5 separate regions of the Mus musculus genome follow, and all the other regions are linked to region 1. A link is a contact called in public promoter capture Hi-C data. All regions are on one chromosome and are shown on one strand. The core of a region is the stretch at or near the end of the contact, and the rest is flanking DNA. Distances in the headings are between cores, read along the strand shown. Region 1 holds the start of Psmc4 (proteasome (prosome, macropain) 26S subunit, ATPase, 4). Region 2 holds the start of Coq8b (coenzyme Q8B). Region 3 holds the start of Sars2 (seryl-aminoacyl-tRNA synthetase 2). Region 4 holds the start of Fbxo27 (F-box protein 27). Region 5 holds the start of Pak4 (p21 (RAC1) activated kinase 4).

The links. Promoter capture Hi-C pulls out the DNA fragments that hold promoters and counts their contacts. Capture Hi-C pulls out chosen DNA fragments and counts their contacts.
Region 2: a promoter capture Hi-C map of pre-B cells shows a contact between it and region 1, with 4 times the contacts expected there. The contact joins the promoter of Coq8b here to the promoter of Psmc4 in region 1. A contact is called at or near these places in 2 of 39 promoter capture datasets (erythroid cells and pre-B cells).
Region 3: a contact with region 1 is called in a promoter capture Hi-C map of neural stem cells. The contact joins the promoter of Sars2 here to the promoter of Psmc4 in region 1. A contact is called at or near these places in 4 of 39 promoter capture datasets (erythroid cells, liver and neural stem cells).
Region 4: a promoter capture Hi-C map of adipose tissue shows a contact between it and region 1. The contact joins the promoter of Fbxo27 here to the promoter of Psmc4 in region 1. A contact is called at or near these places in 1 of 39 promoter capture datasets (hematopoietic stem and progenitor cells) and 1 of 9 other capture datasets (adipose tissue).
Region 5: a promoter capture Hi-C map of pre-B cells shows a contact between it and region 1, with 3 times the contacts expected there. The contact joins the promoter of Pak4 here to the promoter of Psmc4 in region 1. A contact is called at or near these places in 4 of 39 promoter capture datasets (erythroid cells, neutrophils, pre-B cells and 1 more), 3 of 484 Hi-C or Micro-C datasets (CD4 T cells and embryonic stem cells) and 1 of 115 datasets of contacts at active chromatin or transcription factors (pancreatic cancer cells).

The regions. Positions count from the first base shown.
Region 1 is chr7:28,048,806-28,051,402 of GRCm38.p6, forward strand. It overlaps Psmc4 (proteasome (prosome, macropain) 26S subunit, ATPase, 4), which reads right to left and starts at 1,287. Exons shown (of 11, transcript NM_011874.2): 1 at 1,178-1,287; 2 at 299-397; 3 at 1-174. The coding sequence starts at 1,213.
Region 2 is chr7:27,231,694-27,234,290 of GRCm38.p6, forward strand. Coq8b (coenzyme Q8B) reads left to right here and starts at 1,320. Exons shown (of 15, transcript NM_133770.2): 1 at 1,320-1,480; 2 at 1,772-1,879; 3 at 2,009-2,128; 4 at 2,248-2,314. The coding sequence starts at 1,775.
Region 3 is chr7:28,740,662-28,743,258 of GRCm38.p6, forward strand. Sars2 (seryl-aminoacyl-tRNA synthetase 2) reads left to right here and starts at 1,307. Exons shown (of 16, transcript NM_023637.3): 1 at 1,307-1,621. The coding sequence starts at 1,355. It overlaps Mrps12 (mitochondrial ribosomal protein S12), which reads right to left and starts at 1,160. Exons shown (of 3, transcript NM_011885.5): 1 at 1,104-1,160; 2 at 826-893. The coding sequence starts at 874.
Region 4 is chr7:28,691,827-28,694,423 of GRCm38.p6, forward strand. Fbxo27 (F-box protein 27) reads left to right here and starts at 1,318. Exons shown (of 5, transcript NM_001163702.1): 1 at 1,318-1,824. The coding sequence starts at 1,470.
Region 5 is chr7:28,596,876-28,599,472 of GRCm38.p6, forward strand. Pak4 (p21 (RAC1) activated kinase 4) reads right to left here and starts at 1,309. Exons shown (of 10, transcript NM_027470.3): 1 at 1,160-1,309.

The DNA.
Region 1 (2,597 bases), core at 37-2,536:
CACGATGGCTGTGTTCTGATCCACAGCTTCCAAGAACTGACCGATGACCAAGGGGATGCTCTGGATCCGCTTCACCTCCTCCTGGGCGTGGAGGAATTCCTTCTTCAGGTTCTTCTGCTCGTCCTTGATATACTCCTCCTGCACTTCCAGGAACTCCAGCTCCTGCTGCAGCTTCTGCACGCACAGGGAGGGCAAAGGGTTGGCTGCAGCCTTGCCGTACCACAGTGGGAGGTGGGGGGGGGGGCGTATGTGATGGGGGATGGGAGGTATGCAGGAGCCAGCTTAGGGTTGAACACACCTTGTAGCGGCTGTACAGGTCCTCCAGGTCTTCAGGTTCGGGTCCCAGAAAGGACAGGCCGGTCTGCGGCCGAGACACGGACAGTGCTGGAATCTCATCCTGTAGACGGTAAAGACAACTTGGTGTTGGAAGCAGAGAATCATCTCGTGAAATCAGCGAAAGCGTTCTTCCTATTTCGCCACCAAGTCACCTATGTCTCCAGTACCTGACATCATTCACTATCTCTCAATAGATACAGGAGCTGCTCAGTCCCCTATGTAGATTGCTAATAGTAGGCCCCTTAAACAAAACTCATCATGAAAGTTTTGCAGCAGCTCCATACCGAACCTTAGCATCCCAGTCCCCTCAAGAGGTTCTAAAAGTCCCATGGATTTTAAAGTCAGAGTCACATTCAGAGTCTCATTACCCAGTTCTTCCCCTCCCCCCCCCAAAAGCTTTCATGTCAGATTCCCAACTCACGTTAAAGCCAAAGGTCACTCAGCCAAACCACAACCAATACTTAACGCCTCACCGTTCACGTCCCAAGCACAGTGAGTCCACTGGTCCCTTGGCCACGAACATACCTAGGCCACGGGGCCCCCATACATCATCCTCCACCTGGTCCAGACCCCAAACCGAAAAGCTAGTAAGCACAGCTCTCCAGGCCTCGCAACCGTTCTGTCTGAAAAGTCTTTAAGTTCAACGCCACTTTCCTCCCGCTCTGCTTTTCTGAGCTTTGCCGCCCTCCTGACAACATGACTACCCCGCCAGGCCCCGGGACCACCCAAAGCTCGACACCGAGGCCTCTGAAACCACCCAGCCCAGAGCTGGGATCCTGAGAACCCCTCAGCACCCCACTCATGTCCAGCTCCCGCTAAGAAACCCAGATCCCCACTGCACCTGAATCTTTTCCACCAAAATGCCTATCTCCTCCATAGTGACCAAGCCGGCCTCAGTGCAGCCCGGCCAGTCACGGCTTCCGCTGACGCCAACGGAAGTCCTTCACATAGAGCATCTTGGGAAACGTAGTTTTTAAGGTACCGCTGCGGGTTGACCTGACGGGCCGGATAACAGGAAGGGCGGGAAACTCTTAGCCCTGGGCTCCGCCCCCAAGATGGGTTCCTGCGCTCTGCGCTCCAGGCGCGCGCGCGCGGACCCGCAAGGATGTTGCGCGTGCGCAGTAACTCTTGTTCTGGCGCCATCCTGCTTCGCGGCCCGTCGCGCGTTGTGAAGGTTTCTCCAGTAGATGGCGCGGCCGAGTTGCTCTTGAAGAAAAGTCTCCAGAGGATTGATTGATTGATTTTAATATTATCCACTTTTTTACTTTCTTGTCTTTACAAAGCCAGCCCCGAACTGAGAATATGAAGATTAATCAAGTCCTGTCCTAACTTGTTAAAAACTCCAGAGCTTTGTTAGAAGGAATTCGCAGACATAACTAAGTATAAGAAACGAGAGGCACTAAAGAAGCCTTTAGTTCCACAGAAGAATCTCTTGACCTTCTCTGGCCGCCACCTGAAGAGAGAAGCAGAGGTCACAGAACGGCGAGGAGCCAATCAGATCGTACCAAAGCTGGAGAAACCGAGGCAGCTGCGAATGCAGATCTTTGCGGAGTCCTGTCGAATCTTTTCTTCTCTGTCCTCTTCACATTATTTTTAGGGGCTGTCAAGATGGCCCAGTGCTGAAGAACACTTGTGGCTCTTCTACAGGACCCGAGTTCGGTTCCCAGCACCCAGGTGGGGCAGCTCACTAGCATCTGTAGGCAACTCCTTCGGTTTCTGCAGGCACCTGCACTCAAGCACACGTCCCCGCTAGCAGAAACACACTTACACATAATTAAACGTTTTGAAAGGATTTTATATTTAGTTACGTGTACATGTGTATATCGGAGTGCGAATTTGTGCACCTGGATTCAGTACATGCAGAAGCCAGAAAAGGGCATAGGAATCTGTGGCACTGGAGTTACAGACTGTGTGCGCCATCTTTTCAGCCTCCTGTTGAGTTTTGATTGTTGTTATGGCTCAGGAACTTTGATATGCTAAGCAAGCCCAGCTAAAATCCTTAGTATGTATTATATTCTCTTCTACAAAGAAGGAAGCTGGTGCCAAGCACTGAAGTCACTTGAGCAACTGGTAAAGCAGGGTTAGAACCTAGATCTGTATTCCTTGTACCAGGGATATACACTACCACACTTCATAACAGCTATAGTTTTTGTTAAGTAAACTTTTTATTGGGGCACAGATAGGTAGCAGGCACAAATCATTATTTTCTAGCTACATAATGCTGCACAAATTGAACGTCCTATCTGTTCTGTATGGTATGG
Region 2 (2,597 bases), core at 70-2,569, 820 kb before region 1:
GAAGAGGACTGGAGGTGCTTTCAATCTTGAAATTGAGTCACCCATTGGAGGGACATTGGGCACAGGCCCAAGGTTTCAGGATGAGTCATCTCTTCATAGGCTAATAAGAAGTCAGATACGGGAACCCACCTCAGACATCATACAAGTTAGAGAACATGAGGTCCAGAGAAGGAGGAGGGCTCTTCTGAGGTCACACAGTAAAGGGACAGACTTTCCCAACAAAGGGGGTGGGGCTAGACAGCGACAGTAGGGTGCCGTGAGGAACACATCTCTTCAATTGTGGGAAAGATGTCCCAGCCACCAGCTGTTTCTATTCCAGACAGCAAGAGGAGTGAGTCAATTTTCTCTCATGCCAAGGCTCCTGACTCAGCGCTGGGAATCTTGACTGAGTGTGTTCTGGGAAATGTCAGGCCTTAAGGAAGCAGGGTTCCCACTGAGGGCCATCTCCTAAGTAGGCAGAGTGGAGAGTAGACTGCAGGAGGGAACACCGGCACAGTATGCCGCCAAGGGGAGTCATGGTGAAGGCAGAGAAGAGTTCCTAAGCAAGGCAGTGGATTTATATGTGCCAGGAAGGAGGCTGGGTGCCAGGACGTGGGTGTTGGTACAAAGTGGAGAGGCTCCATGTGCAAGGGAAATGTTTGCTTGGAAGAATATGTGTTTAAAGATTTCTGGGGTTGGGGCTGGCGAGATGGCTCAGCGGGTAAGAGCACTGACTGCTCTTCCAGAGGTCCTGAGTTCAATTCCCAGCATCCACATGGTGGCTCGCAACCATCTGTAATGGGATCTGATGCCCTTTTCTGGGGTGTCTGAAGACAGCTACACTGTACTTACATATAATAAATAAATAAATCTTAAAAAAAAAAAGATTTCTAGGGTTGTGGCTCAGTGGTCAAGAATCGTCCCTGGAATGCACAAGGCCCTGGATTCGTGCATCCGTGGTGGCAGGGGTTGGGGGAGGATGTCCAAATACATAGGATAGATTTTGAGCTTGGCAGGCGGAAATGTAAGTGGATATAATGGTTCAGACCTGCAATTTCAGCAGGTGGGAAGTGGACGCAAGAAGAGAGAGACAGAGAGAGAGACAGAGAGACAGAGACAAAGAGGGACAGAGAGGGACAAAGGAGGGTAGAAGAATTCTGTCAAGAAGGACCATTGGTCAGTACAATGAGCTCACGTGCGCACCGACTAACACAGAAGACCCACAGAGCCTTAGCCTAGGTTCCACCCCTTGCCACGCCTCCTCAGCGGGGTGAGTTTTTGCAAACGTCGGCGAGCTGCTGTGCTACCATTGGCTAGCTGATCAAAGGGGGCGGGTGTGCGGACGTTCCCGGAAGCTTAAGAGGCCCAGCGGGTGCTAGACCTGGAGCCTAAACCTGGTGGACTGGGTGCTTAGCAACGGGGGAGGTGCCCCGTAACGGGGTCGTAACGGGGTGTCTAGGCAGGGGGCAGCACAGGAATTGTGAATGCTTAACAGCCCAGGGTAAGGCGATGCCTAGCAACGAAAGGGGCGCTGAGAAGTAGAGAGTTGTCCTGGCGGCTCTGTGGACGTCTAGCAACGGGAGAGAACCTTAGCAACAGCGAGGAGTTTTGTGGGGATTGGGGAGGCGCTTATGGAAAACTTGAGTTCTTAGCAACGTGGGCGGGCTGGGGGGGGGGGGGTAACTAGAAGAAACCTGGAAATAAAAGGGGAAAAGATATGGGGGTTAGGGGGGCTTTTCCAACAAGAGCGCAAAGCAGGAGGCCCAGTACTGTAATCCTTATTATTTCTTAGGCAATGTGGCTGGAGCTAGGTGCCATGCTGCGCAGGACCTGTGGACCGCTGGGCAGGGCTGTTCGTCTGCCCTGTGGGGGGGCCCTAGGACCTAGGCCCCACTGGTGGGTAAGAGGCTGAGGAGGGGGCCTCCAAGGAAAAGAGGTTGAGGGAAGGGGGGTGGGGAGTAGGTAAAATGATGTAGATGGGTCTAAAAAGGATTAGACCTTCATTCTTTTAAAATCCACTTCTCTGCAGGGGCCATGTAGGAGTTGCTTGGCCCAAAGTGTTCATCAAGACCAGCCTGGAAGAGGCCTCAGTGAAGATGACATTCGCAGGGCACGGGAGGCCCGGCTCAGGAAGGCACCCCGGCCCCAGGTATCATTGCTTCCTCTTCCCCCTCCCCCATGATAGTCTGAGGAAAGTGGCAGCAAGTCTGCAGGGCTTTTCTGCCATCTTGTCCACCTTCCCTACCTCACACCTCTCCTCTTTCTCAGCTGAGTGATCGCTCTCGTGAACGCAAGGTGCCTGCCTCCCGCATCAGTCGCTTGGCCAGCTTTGGGGGTAGGTGTGACCTCGATCAGAGAGAACATTTACAGGTGAAGCAAGGGAAAGGGTGAATCAAAGACAGGGTTAGGAGGGAGAGAGAGACAAGGAAAAACAGAACGTAGACCTTACTGTTTATTGAGAACCTGATGTGAGCAAGGTCTTGTAGGCTAGGCCTGTGTTTATTTCTTCTATTGATGGAGGAGTGGGGGCTGAGAGGTGAGGTGGCAGGACTTTAGGTTCCGCAGCAAGATTGTTCAGACATGTATGAAACAAAAAGTAATGTGTTGCAACCAACCCT
Region 3 (2,597 bases), core at 57-2,556, 690 kb after region 1:
CCATGTGAATGGAATACCCAATGCCTGCCTCCCTCAGAACACTGTGTACAAACCTGATGTCTGGGCAATGTCTAGGAACATAAAAGTTGTCCTCCAATGGGTGGCCCGTCTTAGAATTAGAAAAATAGCACGTGAATGAATAACTAAACTTCTTCTTCTTCTTTTTTTTTTTTTTTTTTTGGTTTTTTGAGACAGGGTTTCTCTGTGTAGCCCTGGCTGTCCTGGAACTCACTTTGTAGACCAGCCTGGCCTCGAACTCAGAAATCTGCCTGCCTCCCGAGTGCTGGGATTAAAGGTGTGCGCCACCACTAAACTTCTTAGCTTGGCCTTCTCACCTGTAGGGGGTGATCAATAAACACTGAAGGAATAAACACTACTGAGAGACACCTAAGCAGGGAGACATGCCAAGAAAGGAGCATTTGTTGGTATGATTGTTACACGGACATCGAGAGTGCACTTACACAAACTAAGACAGAATATCACCAGGCAATGCAATCTCAGGGATTCACCGCTATCGATGCAGGGGAGCCATGACTAAGACTGACTTAAACTCTAAGAACACAGGACCTTCCCACCTCCTGCCCCCTGAGCCGGGAGCGTGGTAGAAAACGCCTGTAACTCCAGAACTTGGGAGATTGAAGCGGTAGTCAGGAGGTCAAGGCCATCCTGTCTACAAAGTGATTTGGAAGTTGACCTGGACTACAGTGAAACCCTGTCTCCAAAATAGAAAAGGCACCGTGCTTAAAGATGATACCATCCGAAATCTGGCAAAAACACGCAAATGCCAGGGAGCTGTCCTCGTCCCTGTGGCCCATGCTCACTTACCACGACTGAGGGACGTGGTGAGGCCATAAAGAAGGCCGGGCCAGGACATCTCGCCGCCTGCAGCGTCCCTGTATTAGGAGAGAAGACATTCAGAAAGGAGGTTGGGACCAGAAACCCACTCTCAGAGCCTTCTAGAATCTCCTCTAAAACAGAAAGTCCCCTCGCAAATTCAGTCTCCTTCTGAGTAGGCCCCCAAGGACCCAACCGCCCTTGCCCGGATACTGGAAGGGGAAACTGAGGAGAGAGGAGAGATCTGGATCACAGATAACTGCACCCACCTCACCAACCTAGCGGGGTCGCACACACGCCAACCCCTACCTCCAGCCCCTTCCGGGGTTCCTCCTTAGTGATTGGCTAGATCTTTCCTGCGTCACTGAAGGGACGGGACAAGGATGACGATTGGACAATAACAGATTCTAGCTGAGTTCCATTTTCCTCATTGGAAGGGATTCTGAAGCCTGGGCGGGAAATCTCCTTGCGCGTCTGATTGGCTCGTCCATGATGAGTGACTTCTTGTTTCCACTCCAAGATGGCTGCGTCCATGGCGCGGCTTTGGTGGCCTTTCCTGGCTCGCCAGGGGCTCCGGTCCCGAGGACGCTGCGTGTGCAGCCAGAACCCAAGGAGGAGTTTCGCTACGGAGAAACGAGTCCGGAACCTCCTGTACGAACACGCACGAGAGGGCTACAGCGAGCTTCCCTACTTGGACATGGAGTCGGTGTGCGCATGCCCAGAAAAAGCCGCGCGCTCCCTGGAGCTCCGCAAGGGGGAGCTGCGGCCGGCCGACCTGCCTGCGATTGTGAGTGCGCTTGCGCCCTGAGGGAGCAGGATGCTTTACAGAACTGGGTTTACCAGATGCATTCCAGTTGTGGGAAAAACTACTCAACAGGAATTTGGGTTCCTTCCCAAGTTAGGCAATGTCTTGTGCATGACACCCACTTAGGTGCCAATGATCTAGGGAGAACTGAGGCCCTATTGAACGTCGTGGATGCCTTCTGTGACCTACATGCCCTTTTGCATGCATTTCATAATTCGACAGTTGGTATCTACTGTACTCCCAGAACCTAAATACCATTGTCTTCTGTACTCAAACTTCGTGCCGGGCTCACCCTTAGGCCACAAAGAAAAATGAGGAGGGAGGTGTGAATCAGAGGGAATTTTGGAGACAGAGCTTTGCATCCTGCTATAAACATCCTGATGGAGTTGAATGGATAAATACCTGCTAAACAGATATTTAAGGTATATCTGTTCATGTATTTATGATCCAGAGGTTAAGACTATGCGCCATAATTCTACCTTATAGGGAACTAAAATTGGGGGTCTCCATGCCGGTAGTGAATTCCGAATGTAATAGATGAATCTTCCCAACTCTGTTGCCTTGATAAAACACCATGAACAAAGCAACTTACAGAAGGATTTATTTTGGGCTTGGTAGGGAATGGCAGAATAGCAGCAGGTCACAGAGCAGTAAGCTGACAGCACACATCTTTAACCACAATCATGAAGCACAGACCTCAAACTAGATGCAGGACGAGGCTTTAAGCTCTCAAAGCCCACCTCCAGGAACATATTTCCTCCAGCAAGGCCACGCCTCCTAAGCCTCCCCAAACATCACCAGCCACTGATCATTTGACCATGTTCAAATGTCAGGATATGGGGGACATTTCTCATTCAGGTCACTACAGACTCTCACACCACCAGTCATTGTCAATCACTTTAGCCATATTTCAAGTTTTTGTCATGTTTAGTTTTTCACCAGTAAGCACTGGTGGCTA
Region 4 (2,597 bases), core at 68-2,567, 640 kb after region 1:
AATACCTCCTCTGACCTCCCCAGATACCAGGCACAAACATGGTGGAGACATAAATGCGGGCAAACCTCCATACACATAAAACTATTTTTTTTTTTTCGAGACAGGGTTTCTCTTTTAGCCCTGGCTGTCCTGGAATTCACTCTGGAGACCGGGTTGGCCTCAAACTCATAAATCCACCTGCCTCTGCCTCCCAAGTGCTGGGATTAAAGGCATGCGCCACCACTGCCCGACAGAGCTGGTCATAGTAATACATGTCTTTAGTCCCAGCACTCAGGAGGCAGAGGCAGGCAGGTCTCTCAGTTTGCGTACACAGTGAGTTCCAGGCTAGCCAGCCCTACAAAGTGAGACCCTGTCAAAAAAAAAAAAAAAAAAATCTGGAGCTAGACCCACTCACTAACACTACTAGTCACTTAGGAAGGTCACGGCCTCTAAGAGCCTCGGTTCCTTTTCTGTGTTAAGATGTTCGGGGAGCTGACGAGATGGCTCATTTCAAAGGTCCTGAGTTCAAATCCCAGCAACCACATGGTGGCTCACAACCATCCAGAATGAGATCCGATGCCCTCTTATGGTGTGTCTGAAGACAGCTACAGTATACTTATGTATAATAATAAATCTTTGGGTTGGAGCAAGCAGAGACTCAGCAGGTCGATCAGATCGAGCAGAACCTACCAGAGCAAGCAAGGCTGACCGGGGCAAGCAGAAGTTCTAAAAGTTCAGTTCCGGACAACCACATAAAGGCTCACAACCATCTGTACAGCTACAGTGTACTCACATACATAAGATAAATCTCTTTTTAAAATGTGCTAAGTTGCCGAAGTTCGAAACTGTAAGCTTCAGCTGATGCTTTCGATTAGCGGGGTCATTGTTGTCCTCTAGAGCCTGCTTTTTCTTGTAAATCGCGGATGACTGGATGATTGTCTGGGATTAAGGTCACGGACTGCACAAGGCGTTTAGGGGTGGAGCCTTCCACTTGGATGCCTACCCGAAATAATAGTTGTTACCAGATGCCAGGCGTCCACTGCGGATTTAGGGTCACTCCAAGTGTTGGATTGGTTGCTGAACCGCTAGGACTGTGCCAGAGCCCTGGCCTAATCTGTGTCCTCAGGTGGATTCCTAAACTGTCCACCAGTCCTAAGCCGGAAGGAGGTGGGGTCTGGATCCACAGGGCTGGACATTCGGCGAATCTCAGAGAGGTTTCGCCTGGGAAGGATAGTATTAGGCAAAGCTATAGCTATGCGGTCCTCCAGGCCGCGAAGGGGAGCTGGCAGGGGTGCCGGTGAGCACCAGCGGGCTGGGAGGAGGGTAGGCTTTGGGGACAGAGAGGCGGTAAGGGACGTGGGAGACAGTGGATGGCTTCGGGGATGTTAGTCTCGGGGTGGACGGCTGCAAAGCCTGGCAGCAGAGGCTGCTAATCACTAACATCTAACCCCTCTTCTCCTGCAGTCCCAGCCAAGCGGGGCGCGGGGACCATGGGTGCCTGGATATCCAGGACCCGGGTCCCGACGCCGGAGCCCGACCCCCAGGAGGTCCTGGACCTGAGCCGTCTGCCCCCGGAGCTGCTCCTGCTGGTACTGAGCCACGTGCCCCCGCGCACGCTGCTGATGCACTGCCGCCGAGTGTGCCGCGCCTGGCGCGCCCTGGTAGATGGCCAGGCCCTATGGTTGCTGCTGCTGGCCCGTGACCACAGCGCAGCGGGCCGCGCCCTGCTGACACTAGCCCGCCGCTGTCTGCCCCCTGCCCACGAAGACACGCCCTGCCCGCTGGGCCAATTCTGCGCACTGAGACCGCTAGGACGCAACCTCATCAGCAACCCCTGTGGCCAAGGTGAGGCGCTGAGAAGGCGGGGCCTAGAGGAAGCCTAGGGGCGGGACCAAGAGAGAACTGTAGCACAAAGGGCGGGGCCCCAAGAATGCTAATGGACAGAGCCAAGAAGGAATCCCCCGGAAGGTATTAAGGGCGGGGTCACGGGATATTTGTAGGCTGTGAGACCAGAAGGAAACCAGTGAGAGGATAGGGCGGAGTCACAAGGTATGAAATGGGCGGGGCCTAGAGTTAAACCAAGAGGCAGGTCTACAGATGTAGCAGAGGGAGGGGCTAGAAGTGGGGTCACACTTGACCCAGTTAGAGTAGCTGGAATCACCTGACCTACATAAGAGAGCGGTAGAGGGGACCAAACAGCATATCTTCTATCTGAGAGACAGGATGCACAGAGAGGCACCAAGAGCAATTAAAATCAACACATAAATATCTTTTGTTTCATTGGCTTTTACATTTTAACAATTTATTTTCGTCCCTGCGCCTGGAGTTTCAGGAGACTAAGCCTCATGGCTTGGGAGCTGGGAACTGACCCCAGGTCCTCTAGAAGAGCAGTTACAAATTTTTAAATTTTGTTAGTATATTTTGTTTTTGTTGTTGTTTTGCTTTTTGTTTTTGCGGGTTGGAAAGATAGCTCAGCGGCTAAGAGCTGCTCCTCCAAAGGACCTAAGCTCAGTTCCAAACACTCAAGTGGAGACTCACAACCATCTGTAACTCAAGTCTCAGGGAGACCACCCTTTCTTCTGGCCTCTGGAGAGAGGGCATATATACATAGTCTGCAG
Region 5 (2,597 bases), core at 59-2,558, 550 kb after region 1:
AACAGACACTCTGTTCCCACCCAGGGAGTGGCTTCCAGGAACAGACCTCCTGGGAAGTGGACCCTGTGGCAGGTAGCAGACCAAAGCTCCTTTCTCTTAACAAAGCTTTCTTGGCATTACTTTTTCTACCTGGAAAACAGGGGTGTTCTCTAACACCCAACTCACCCATCTCACAAGATAAGGGATGAAACAAGACCAGGCATACACGGTGCGCTCGCTCGCTCGCGCTCTCTCGCTCGCGCTCTCTCGCTCGCGCTCTCTCGTTAAACATTTACCAGCACCAAGATTTTGTGAAAGGCAGCAGGAGACAGAAGCACTCTGGGACAGAGCTCCGGAGCTGGAATCCCAGCTGCTCACCTTACTTCATTAGCTGACCTGGGGCAAATCACTTAGCTTCTTAATAACAGCTTTGGCTCCAGTGATGCTGTACTGCGCGCTAAATGAGTACATACACAGAGCTTTAACGCGGAGAGGGAAGCCCAGCCTATCATCAGTGTTTTATCAGTGTGTGGCCTTCATTATCAGTGGGAAGGGGCTCCCCTTCTCCTCCCACCACACACACCAGGACACACTTTCGAAGGCTCTGTTAGATGTCCCTGGTCCCCCTCCTCACCGCACGTGCCCCACTTGAGTTTTTAGTTTCTGGCCCTCCCAGAACATCTTCACCCGTCAGATTTTTATCTTCGTACCTTCTACCTAAGGGCTGTCTCAGACACCCCCCCAAAACCTAAAACTCAAGCACCTCCTCCTCCTCCTCCGGTTGAGGCTTTTAAATCTTTGACCGGGCAGCCGCCCACTTCTCTAGGTTGTGACCTCCAGCCCTGACAGACACACCCTCTTCTTAAGTTACTCTGAGCGCCCCCTTTTATGAGACCCGTTCCGAGCCCCTCCTATGCGCCCCCACTTAGTATTCCAAACTTTGCACAAATTTCAAACCCGGCCACGCCCCCTCCACCGGTCTAACCACTGGTCGCGACAGTCCCCTCCCCTTTCCCTCATTTTTGGGCCCGCGACCCTTTTCCACGCGACCCTCCCCTCCAAGAGTGAACTTTGACCCGACCGGCCCCGCCCCCTTCCGAATAACCGCTCTCCCACGGCGCGTGCCCAGACCCACCCGCCCCCAGCCACAAACCCCTTGCACGGTAACCCCCTAACCTACCGGCTTGGCGCCGCGGTCGCTCGCGGCCTAGCTGCCTGGCCCAGAACTCTGTGCCCGCGTACCGCCCTCAGCGGTCTCGCGCCGCCGCCGCCGCGGCTACTGCCGCCGCCATGTTGAATCCCCAATGAACATCCGGGGCCTCCCCTACTCCTCGCCGCCCACTAGTCCCCATGGCAACGGAGCTGACCGGGTGATGGGCGGGGCCTACTCGGAGGCGGGGCAGCGAGCCGGGCAGGGTTCCCTAAAACCACTGATTGGTGCGAGTGGCCCAATCGGAGACCGCTAGGTGGAGAATGAAGAGCAGAGATTGGGAAGTTTTGAAAAGGTGCGGGATCGTTGACTCCCCGCCCACTCCGCCTCTTAAAGGGGAAATAACGACTTTCGCGTGGCAGAGTCCCACGGGCTCCCAAAAAAGTAAAGTGGAATACGAGAACATAAAGGCCAGAAACAGTTCTTAAGCACTTATTATGCCTTTGTTAGCACGCGACTAGTTCTGCTGTAAACTGTTAACACAACCCTGTTGTTGTAACACCCATTTTACAGGTAAACAAGCTAATAGGATGCTAGTTGGTTTATGACTACTGAAAGCAAGTTTTGAATGAAGCTCTGTCCGAATCTGGAAATCTGACACTATTTGATCTTAATCTTTTAAATAAGTTTTTTTTTTTTTAAGTCAGTCAATCACGAGTGTGTGAGATGCATCAGTGGATAGAAGGCGCTTGTTGCCGAGCCTGAAGTTTGATCTCCTGGACCCACACGGTAGAACTGATTCCCAGGAGTTGATCTGTAGCCTCCACAAGAGAGCCATAGACATAAAATAGAGGGATAAGTGTAATTAAGTGTTTTTAAATTAATCAAAATGGAAAACACAGCGGAAACAAAGCCCATAAACTAATACACCCTTCCACCTATGGGTTCATTAGGTCTTACTGAAAAATTTAAAAATGCTTTCTCATCAAGGATTTTGAGGGTTTTATTTGTTTATTTGGGTATCAGACACTGAACTTAGGGCTTTTATACAGGACAGGCAAGCAGTAGTACTAGGGAAGTCCCCGGCCCTAGAGAATTCTAGGCAAATGCTTTCCCCAGCTGAGCCCCTTGGGAGACTGAGGCTACAGGTTTTCCCAAACAGGCTTTCTCTGGTTCTTTTCACGGGCTTTTTCTTCTGTCTGGAAGATTCTCTTCTTTAAGCATCCTCCTGACTCCCAGGGTTCCTTTGGGTTTTTCCTCAAACATTATGTTCTCTAAGGGGCAAAATGTCCTACCTTGTGCTATTAAATCCTTTGCCAGCTTCTGGCAAAGCTTCCTTTCCTTTGCCGCCTGTGGTTTTGTGTTTGGCTGGCTGGTTTTGGTTTCGTGAGACAGGGTCTCAGGACGTAGCCCAGGCTGACCTTGAACTATGCTTTTTGCTCGTAGCCAGAGCCTTGATATTATTGGT